Linked DNA regions of Mus musculus: all the other regions are linked to region 3. A link is a contact called in public Hi-C and HiChIP or PLAC-seq data. All regions are on one chromosome and are shown on one strand. Each heading gives the region's core, a stretch centred on a gene start, on an enhancer-like site or on the middle of the called end of the contact. The rest is flanking DNA. Distances are from core to core; before and after follow the strand shown. Region 1 overlaps Rnf216 (ring finger protein 216). Region 2 holds the start of Kdelr2 (KDEL (Lys-Asp-Glu-Leu) endoplasmic reticulum protein retention receptor 2). Region 3 holds the start of Zfp316 (zinc finger protein 316).

Region 1 (2,893 bases), core at 69-2,568, 240 kb before region 3:
GTAGCACCTCCACTTAGGAAACAGAAGCAGGAAGATGGAGTCTGAGGACAGCTTAGTGGGGCAAATTCAACTAGCCTGCAAGGACACTGCATTGCTAATGGCTATAGGTGGCTCACAGACGGGTGGGGGGTGGAGGACGCAGGAGTAGACTGAATAAGGACACAAGACTTTTGACTGTAAGCCTTTTGTATTCAACCATCTCCCTAAGACATGGTATCATGTAGCTCTGGCTGGCTTGAACTTGCTGTGTAGCTGAGGGATTACCTTAAGCTGCTTCTTTTTTGAAAACATAATCTTCCTTAAAAAAAAATTCAAGATTTATTTACATATATGGGTGTTTTGTCTGCACATACATTTGCATACAAGAAGAGATTAGATCCCATGAGTCTAGTTTTGAGCCACATATGGTGCTAGGAATTGAACTCAGGGCCTCTGGTAGAACAGTCAGTGCTCTTAACCACTGAGCCATCTTTTGCCTTGAACTTCCTGTCTCTCTGATCTGAATGCTAAGATTACAGGTACATGGTACCATACTTGGTTATTTGGGGCTTGGAATGGAGCCAAGGGTCTTGTGCATGCTAGGCAATCACTCTACCAATTGAGGTATATTTCCACTCCTTCATTTCATACCTTTTAACTGTCTATGTCATATATATGCTAGTAACAGGAGAAACACTGAATGTTAGAGCATGTCTGGGCATCTGGAACATGCACACTTTTGAGCGGGATGTGGCCCAAAGGCTACAATCAATGGTGTTGGGATTGGACACATCTCAGTGTCACTGTTTCTAGGATGTAGACATTCTCTCTCTCTCTCCACTGCTGGCATTCCATTCAGAAAACAGAGCTAAGTCACAAGTGTATTTAAAAACAGCAGTTTTGTAGTTGCACAAGTGTTCTTAAAAGACACTGTGTGGTCAGGCATGGTATCGTACACTTTTAATCCCAGCACTCAGGAGGCAGAGGCAAGTGGATCTCTCAAAGATAGCCTGATCTATATATAGAGTTCCAGGACAGCCAGAGCTACATAAAAAACAAACCCATCTTTTTATTTTTGTTATTTTTTATTTTTTTTATTTAAAAAAAAAGAAAAGAAAAAAAAAAGAAAAAGAAAAAAGACCTTGTAACTGTTCCAGGAAAGTGGCATAAACAACAGCTGGAAAATAGATGAGCTGGTGTTTGGATCCTGTCTTCCTAAACAAAACCAACAGCGTGCCTGCCCACGGCAGCTTGGAAACAATAGAAGGCAGAATGGCAGTATTTACTTCTGAGCGGTCCTGGTGAGTCAGTCATTAAATCATAGCCTGACTTCTTAAGTAAAGAGACCCCATTAAGTTGCTGCCCAAGCCCACAAAACAGCCTGTCCACACTGGAGCCTATGAGGCTTAGAGGAAGTCCTCTGGCTCGTATTCAGTACTGTAGTGGTCAGTCTGTCAGCTGTATTTCTTCACAGTGAAGGACCCAGGGGTCCCATAGAATAAATTTTGATTGTATTCTGAAGAGGTGCTGTAGCCAGGCACTGAACCCCACAATTAGAATAAGACAAGCACAGAGTAGGCTGGGCAGAGTTATCCAATGGAGCTCTCTGCATCATCTCTAAGTAGTGTGTACCGAACGGTAATTCTTCCCTCCCAAGCTCAGCTAGGCTTTGTTCCTCAGCTCCAAGAAGCTTCAGTACTGTAGGAGGATGGGAGATGCCAGAGGTCATTTTGGAGGGCAGAGCACCCTGTCACAAGCAACCTACCAACACGAAACCCAGAGCACGTCCACTCAGACAGGCACCAGCTTTCCAGCCCAGCCCTTCCTGGTGACTTCAGTCCAGGAGGAAGAGAGGTGAGGTGAAGGGGACACGGGTGCTGGCTAACCTAGGCAACTCATTAAAGGAGCTGCTACCAGCGGCTGCTGCCTTTTATGTCATTAGGAGCCCGCTGCCTAAGTCTTCCTGGGCAGTGGACCCTTGAAATGCTAAGATGTCATGTAATAAAAACAAAAAACAACCACAGGTGGCCAGGACATGGCTCAGTTGCTAATTAGGATCTGAGTTCAATCCCCAGAACCTAAATTAAAACAAAACAAAACAAAACAAAAACAAAACCCAGGAATGGTAAAGGGTGCGTGTAATTTTGATTCTGGGGATGAGGGGCAGGTTGATCCTGGAGGCTTAAGGCCAGCCAGCCTACTGTAATCAGCAAGCCGACAATGAGAGAGCCCATTGTAAAAAAAGCAAGATGTAGGAATACCACTAGGGACTGATCTTTCCACACAATTCCTTTTATTCATTCATTTTCTGTTACAGGAGTCTGTTTTGGTTCAGGATGCCTAGGCAGGATGCCTGTTCATCAAATTCAAAGGCAGGTTAGATTACATAGCAAGTTCATGGGCAGTGTGCACTACAAACCAAGTTTCTGTCCTAAAACATCATCAAAAGACAAACAAACAAATGAGACTACTGTGGCTGCCTGTGCTCTAGGCATTCAGATTCTATTGCCCCGGCTTAAGCCTAGCTCAGAGTCAGAACCCCAGGCAAACTACTCTCTTGTTTTTGATTGATTGTTCCAGCTTAGTCTTTCAACTTGCTTGCCAGGAGAAATGAAGTTGCAGACCCAACTCTGGGGCACAGGGTAAACCCGTATGAGAAACTCTGTCTCTCTGTGGTCATTTAAGGCACTCAAAGGCCACCACATGGCTGTGATTGTCAATTCCCTGAGGCCTCCAGGTGAAACATGAGAAACATGACTTCACTAATGCTTAGTCAACTTTAGGGACCACTGGGACAAAGGCTTTTAGGCCACCTGAGTCCTCCAGCTGTCAAAGATACCAGTCCTCCCTGCCCCCACCCCCAAAGTCACATGTGCTAAGAGCCAGAAGATCTGGAAGGATACTGATTTAAAGA
Region 2 (3,111 bases), core at 255-2,754, 130 kb after region 3:
ACATGAAGGCCCCAGCCCCAACATCTTTGCTAATTTAAGTTATTTATTTAATAACTTAAAAATTAAGTCGTTAACATTAATAGTAAGGAGCTGGCTAATCGGGGGCTGGGGATTGAACTCCAGACCTCATGTATGGCTAGTGACTGCTTTATTAACTGAGCCATCTCCAAGGTAACCCATGACGCATGGGTTAGTGCTTCAGCCCCATCTTCCCACCCTGCTCCATCATTTAAGCCTCCAAGTTTCTTCTTAAATGGCAAACAAGAAACACTGTAAATCCAGAAAGATTGCTGACACATGTCTGCGAGAAACACAGCCCAGATCTCCAGCACCCACATAAATGCTAGGCTGTGTTGAAGCCTGGGAGATAGAGACAGGGGATCCCTTCGGCAAGCTGGCCTGCTAGACTAGCCAAATCAGCAAGCTCTGGGTTCAAGTGTGATGCCTTGCTTCAATATATAAGGTGTAACAGGATCTAGAAGGTCCTAGAAATAGCTGGCCTCACAGCCTACACATGTGCACACACACGTGTGAACAGACATATAAAAGCAAAAAGAAAGAAGAGGAAGAGGAGGGAGAGGAAAGAAAAAGAAGTGGTGGGGTTGCTCAGCGGCTAAAGGGGCTTGTCACCAAGCCTGGAGATTTGAGCCTAGTCCCAGGAACCAACAAGATGGAAGGAGAGAACTGGGCCTGACTGGATGTGCCCACACAGTCCACAAATAAATTTTTATTTTTATTTTTATTGTTTCAGGGGTGTGTGTGTGTGTGTGTGTGTGTGTGCGCGCGCACACACATGAAGGCACCCTCAGAGGTGAGAGGTGTCAGATAGAACTGGAGTTCCAGGCTGTTGTGAGTCTGCAGTTGTGGGTGCTGGGACTCGAAATCAGGTCTATTAGAAGAACAGCAATTGCTCTTATCCACTGGGCCAGCTCTCCATCCCTAATACAAAATTTTAATGTAATTTTAAATAAAAATTAATAGATTTTGACAGATTTCTTATGACTTATTTTTATTATTATTTAAAATGTGTGTGTTAGTTTGTGTGTGGGTGTGTGCATGGGCGTGCAGGTGCTCTCAAAGGCCAGAAGCAATGAATTCCCTGGAGTTGGTGTTAAAGGTGATGTAAGCTCCCCGAGGTTAGGAGCTGGGCATCGAACTTCGGTCCTATACAAGAGAAGCTGGAGTTCTTAATCACAGAAATTTTAATCTTGCTTTCTACCCTCGCAATGCCTCTGAGATAGGTATTTCTGCTATCTTAGTAGGGAATGGAAAAAAAAACAAGACAATACTCACAACTGAGTGGCATTTCAAAAACTTAGAGAAGGAAATCGCTGGCACCTAGGCGGAAACCCTGGAGACGGAAATTGCGGAGGACTCTGGGTCCTCAGTTGACCGTCCACGCGGGATGTAAAGTCCGGCTGCTCACCGACGCTGGGCCTTTAAGGGGCGTGGCGGGGGCGTGGCCCCAGCGGTCGCCCGCTCTCCCAGGCTGCCCCGCGCGCGCGACGGCAGTTCGGCCACGTCCCTGGCCACGTCGCGCCCGCTCCCGCCATCTTTCGCCGCTTCCTCTCTCCGGGGCTGCTGTCGCCGCGTCCCGAGTCGCTGCCTAGCTCCGGTGCCGCTGTGCCGCGCCGACCGCCGCCGCCATGAACATCTTCCGGCTGACTGGGGACCTGTCCCACCTGGCGGCCATCGTCATCCTACTGCTGAAGATCTGGAAGACGCGCTCCTGTGCTGGTGAGCGGCCGCCGGGGCGAGGCGCGCGGGGCAGGAGCGCGCGCGTTTGGCCCATTCGACCGACCCATTCGGCTCTCGGTCGTTCCGGAGGCTTTGTGCCGGGCTTGCGATGGCCAGACACACCCATCTCGGCCTGCTCGGCGGGCAACGAAACCCCTCCGAGTGTGCACACGGGCTGGGGTGTCCGTCGCAGCTCTGGGCCCCCCAGTTCTGCGCTTGGTCCGCTCGCGAACTTGATCCGTCCTGGCTCAGCGAGCGCTGGCGTAACTGCCCCCGCGTCCTGCTGCATCTGAAAAGTTTAGCACGGGATCTGTGGGGCTCTAGTGGGCGTGTCCCTCTCCATGGGACTTTTGGGGGGCGCCTCTGAGTCCCCAGGAATCAATGGGAGACTTGCTCGAGGAGGATGGATAGGACCACAGACTAGCTGGGCCTGACGTGGCAGCCAGGCCACCCGCGAAGGTGGGGCTGGCTGGAGGAAGAGGGGCATCCTGCTATTCATTCTGTTATCTTCAAGGACAAGCAGAGGATGGGATGTGGGGGCAGGATGGTGTCAGGTCTGGCCTGTGCTTACAGTTGATGAGGCTACAACTCAAGCCTTGGGGTTCGGGATCTCATGCGTCATAAAAAGAGATGTGGATCTTTTAAGTGAGTTGCTTGGCATAGTTTTCATGTTACTCTGAGAAGCAAGCTAGTTTTTCATCCTTGAGTGTGGCCGTCTAATAACTGGTTCTCTTAAACTGCCAGCGCTGGGTACCACAGAGGCCTCTGTTCTCGGCTAGTATCCTTGCTCCACGTCACCATTGAGTTGGCGCTGTACCTCCCTCAAACTACATTGCAGAGAGGCAGTAGAGTGAACTTTCCTCACATAATAGCTGTGGACTTCTGCCTTTCGTTAAATATTAGGAATCTTACAAGTTTTAGATAAGTTCTTGGTGAGTGTGATGGTGCTTGCCTGTAATCCCAGCACTCGAGAGGTGGTAACCTGAGGTTCAGGAATTCAAAATGAGAATGGACTACATGCTGGTCCTGTCTCCAAAAACACCCCCTGCTCCCCAAAAACCCATTAATTAATTGATTGATTAAATAAATATATTCTTAAAATACTGTCCTTAATGCTATGTCCCCAAATGAAATAACTTTGTAAACTCAAATTTAATTTTTTTCAGAGACAGCAGAAAATAGAAGTCCTAAAGGCCCTGGGTGATGGAGACGCCACCTATCTGGTTTATTAATAACACCTCATCTAAAGTAGCACCGCCCCTTTGACTCTGCTCTCTGAAGGTCTCATCTCTCCCTGGAACATAGTTGAGATCCAGGAAGTAAGCACAACCCAAAAGACCTTTGCCCGATCGAAGTGGACGTCACAAAGTCCTT
Region 3 (3,250 bases), core at 28-2,527:
GAACGGGGTGCTGCACTGTCCATAGAAAGGAGTGTGCAGAGACACAATCGTAAAGGTTAAAAGTTAGGAACTCCAGAAAAGTCCCAAATCCAGGGGATCCACGTAAAGGATGTTTGCGTGGGGTCACGCTCGCGCATGCGCACTTGTGGCTAGTTACCTTCATTCCCGTTCACTAGCCCCACTGACTTAAGACCCTTTTTTGTCCAGAATGTCTTTCCCTGTTCACTACACTCCTCACCATCTGCCCAGTTTCCGGAGCCCCTATTCTCCAGGGTTGCTCCCTGGAGGTCATCCACGACCCCCCAGAGCAGGCTCCTCAACCAGGCCAGCTAGCCCCCTGGCCCAGCCAGTAGCGACAGAACCAAAACAAAATGCCAATGCCACCCACCCAGGCTGAGCAGGTGGGCTGATCCTCGCTGATACCTGCACCTCCTCCCTCCCTTCTTGTGTCCACATAATGCACCCTAGATTCTGCCAACGCGTTCCACCACCCATCTCGGGGGCAACAGATTTAGCAGAGAGAGAGAGCAGTCCAGCCAGCCTCCATTTACAGATGAAGCAGGCTAGGCCACGGCCCCTCAATGTCACAAAGCTGGCTGTAGGGCTCCAGGACAAGGTCTTTCCCTTTTCTTCCTCTCTCTGGGGGATGGGGGGAGGGTACCTAGCTTCCACTTCGCGCTAGGGCGGGAGTAATGACAGCCCTCCTTGGAAGGTGTCTCTCTAGGGGGCGGGGGCGGCTCCGGCCCAGCTCCCGCCCCTAAGCTGGAGAAGGCGGCGCTAGCACCCTGCAAAGGTGCAGTGCACGACGTCCCCGGCCCGCCCCCTCCCACGCTGGAGTCTGTACCCCTCTAGGGTGTTAAGCCATCCCTGACGTGCCGCGCAGGCCCAGGTCGGTATTGGGGGGATCTAGGGGCCTGGAAGATCTAGCTCGTGCAGCTGCAACTCCGACCCCACCAAGGACGGGCCCTGCAGTCCCGCGATCTCCCCACGGACACCGGAGGCCTCCAGCTCTCGAGCATCCATGACGGCCAGCCTTGCCGCCGCCACCGCCCCCAGCGCGCGCGTCCCGCCCGCGCGCACCTGCCGCATCCGCGCGCCCCACTCACCGCGCGCGCGCCCGGGCCCGGCCAAGCCGGAGCGAGACACGGACTCGTGGGGGGTGGGGGGCTGTGACCACCGGGGACTCCCCCCCGCACTACACAAAGTGACGGCCGCGAGCTGCGCGACGGCGGAGGAGGCGGCGGCGCGTGGGCACCGGAAGTGCCGCCCGCCGGCCCCGCCTTGTCCGCGCCCACGAGGGGGGCACTTCCGGTCATGGGGCGTCCCGGAGCTCTGGATGTAGACAGGGTGCTGCTGCGTCGCACCCCCATATGCATGGAGGATGGTTATAGCTACCCACAATGAGCACCCCCTGCTTATTACCTGCTCCTCTATGTTTCAAGGGACCCCTGCCCACGACGTCCAGCCCCAGCGAGCATCTCTTCTCGCCAGACGACAGCCTAAGTCTACCTTTGCCCGTGCCAGGACGTGTCGGGAGCCCGTCCTCCTGTCCACCGGACCCTCCCTGGATCTCCTGATGGTGGAGAAGGGTAGTGACCCCCAATGGGTATTCAGGCAGCGCTTGTCTGACCCTGACATGGGCAAGGGTGTGGCTGGGAGATTGATCCATTCTGGCTTTACTTGTGTGTGCAGGGTGTGGCAGACAGAGGGGCAGCCTATTCAAGGCGTGAGGGGGGTACTGTGGACTATAACAGTCAAATGCATGAAAGACTGGAGATTGAGGCCAGACTGGATTTATGTTCTTCAACTCCCTAATCTGTCATCCCCAGGCCTGGCAAGAATATTGGGAAATAGCCTTGCATGGCTTTAGACAGGTCGAACCTTGACAGTCCATTGATATATTCACGACTACTCAGGGCAGTGCTCTGTAGCTCCAAAGAGCCATCCATATTATGAAGTCCCTGGACCCCAAGCCTGCTGGCCACCTATGCCTGGAGTAAATGCCCTAGGTACCTATAGAGACCAACCCTGGACATGACCCTGGGGAGACCAGAGTTCTAGCCTCTGCCCTCTCTCCCCTCTTCCTTGGCCTCCCCTCCCTTATATTGAAAAGTCTTTGTGACACTCTTGTGCTTTTCTTGGTAGACCATGTAGACTGGATGCTTTAGGAGTCATAGCCTTTCTCATCTTAGGCGAGCCCTAACCCCTAACTGTGGGTTCTCTAGGGACCAGAAACACTCTTCTTTCCTGCCTACACACATTTAGGCACACATAGAAGGAAGCTGCTTGTCTCTCGGTTTTACTAGGATGTGTGTTCACATGTGTGCACATGAGCTATCTCCGTGATGACATTCTTACGCACCCTGGGTTTTCACACAGATGGGTTACCTACCAAATCACCTGCCTCTCTGCAGGATCCCTGGCAGGCTAGAAACCCAGGGAAGGGAAGGGGAGCCAACCTTTCCCTCTGGGAAACCCGAAGGAGGTGATGAATGTGTGTACCTGCCATGTTCCATGCATGTGCGTGTTCCTGCCATGTTCCATGCATACATGCATTCCTGCCATGTTCCACGCATGCACGTGTTCCTGCCCTGTTCCATGCATGCATGTGTTCCTGCCATGTTCCATGCATGCATGTGTTCCTGCCATGTTCCATGAATGCACGTGTTCCTGCCATGTTCCATGCATGCACGTGTTCCTGCCATGTTCCATGCATGCACGTGTTCCTGCCGTGTTCCATGCTGTGCTCCCTTCCCATGTTCTTGGGCCCTGTTGTCAAGTGAGCAGCTGGGAAAATGGAGAAACAGATTTTCAAATGGAGTCCATATGTCTCAAGTATCATGCAGCCAGACACAGTGGTGCAAGCTTGAAGTCCCAGCTACTCTGGAGGATCATGAGTTCAAAACCAACCCAAGCAATTTAGTAAGACCCCCATCTCCAAAAACATTAAAAGGTGGGGGTTGGGGGTAAGCTTACCAGTGCTGGGCCTGACTTAGAATCCCCTCAGTGAGGGGCTGAAGTTGTGGTTAGATAGCAGACTGATTACTCAGAATTCACACCAGTGAGAAGCTGGGGTATGACTCAGTGGAAGAGCATTTGCCTAGAAACCACTGCTGAGGATCTGGGAGCATGCGGTACCGAGCTTACGAAAGGCTTTGGATTCCATCCCCAGCTCCTTTGAAAACAAAACAGAACAGAACAGATAGGACGTTAGTTAGTATTGCCTGCTGTGGGCGATTGGAACTCCAGT

The links. Hi-C and Micro-C count contacts between places; a contact is called where the count stands out from the background. HiChIP or PLAC-seq counts read pairs in DNA pulled down with a chosen protein or histone mark.
Region 1: an H3K4me3 HiChIP or PLAC-seq map of stem cell-derived neural progenitor cells shows a contact between it and region 3, with 29 read pairs. The contact joins the enhancer-like site here to the promoter of Zfp316 in region 3. A contact is called at or near these places in 2 of 39 promoter capture datasets (both in embryonic stem cells), 3 of 115 datasets of contacts at active chromatin or transcription factors (memory CD8 T cells, pancreatic cancer cells and stem cell-derived neural progenitor cells) and 1 of 9 other capture datasets (embryonic stem cells).
Region 2: a Hi-C map of uterus shows a contact between it and region 3, with 7 times the contacts expected there. The contact joins the promoter of Kdelr2 here to the promoter of Zfp316 in region 3. A contact is called at or near these places in 3 of 484 Hi-C or Micro-C datasets (CD8 T cells, cerebral cortex and uterus), 2 of 115 datasets of contacts at active chromatin or transcription factors (the SCID.adh cell line and embryonic stem cells) and 1 of 9 other capture datasets (pancreatic islet).

What each region holds. Positions count from the first base shown.
Region 1 is chr5:143,030,098-143,032,990 of GRCm38.p6, forward strand. The region is part of intron 13 of Rnf216 (ring finger protein 216); the gene reads right to left. Among named protein-coding and RNA genes, the nearest start is that of Gm43380, 7.4 kb to the right of the region's middle. Within about 2 kb of position 1,319, at least 32 of the 459 cell types and tissues checked have an H3K27ac peak or open chromatin away from gene starts, as enhancers often do. A contact at or near this core is called in stem cell-derived neural progenitor cells, where this site is marked.
Region 2 is chr5:143,402,316-143,405,426 of GRCm38.p6, forward strand. It overlaps Kdelr2 (KDEL (Lys-Asp-Glu-Leu) endoplasmic reticulum protein retention receptor 2), which reads left to right and starts at 1,505. Exons shown (of 5, transcript NM_025841.4): 1 at 1,505-1,737. The coding sequence starts at 1,647. It overlaps Gm20635 (a long non-coding RNA gene), which reads right to left and starts at 1,427. Exons shown (of 3, transcript XR_868670.2): 1 at 1,294-1,427.
Region 3 is chr5:143,268,745-143,271,994 of GRCm38.p6, forward strand. Zfp316 (zinc finger protein 316) reads right to left here and starts at 1,278. Exons shown (of 7, transcript NM_017467.3): 1 at 1,107-1,278.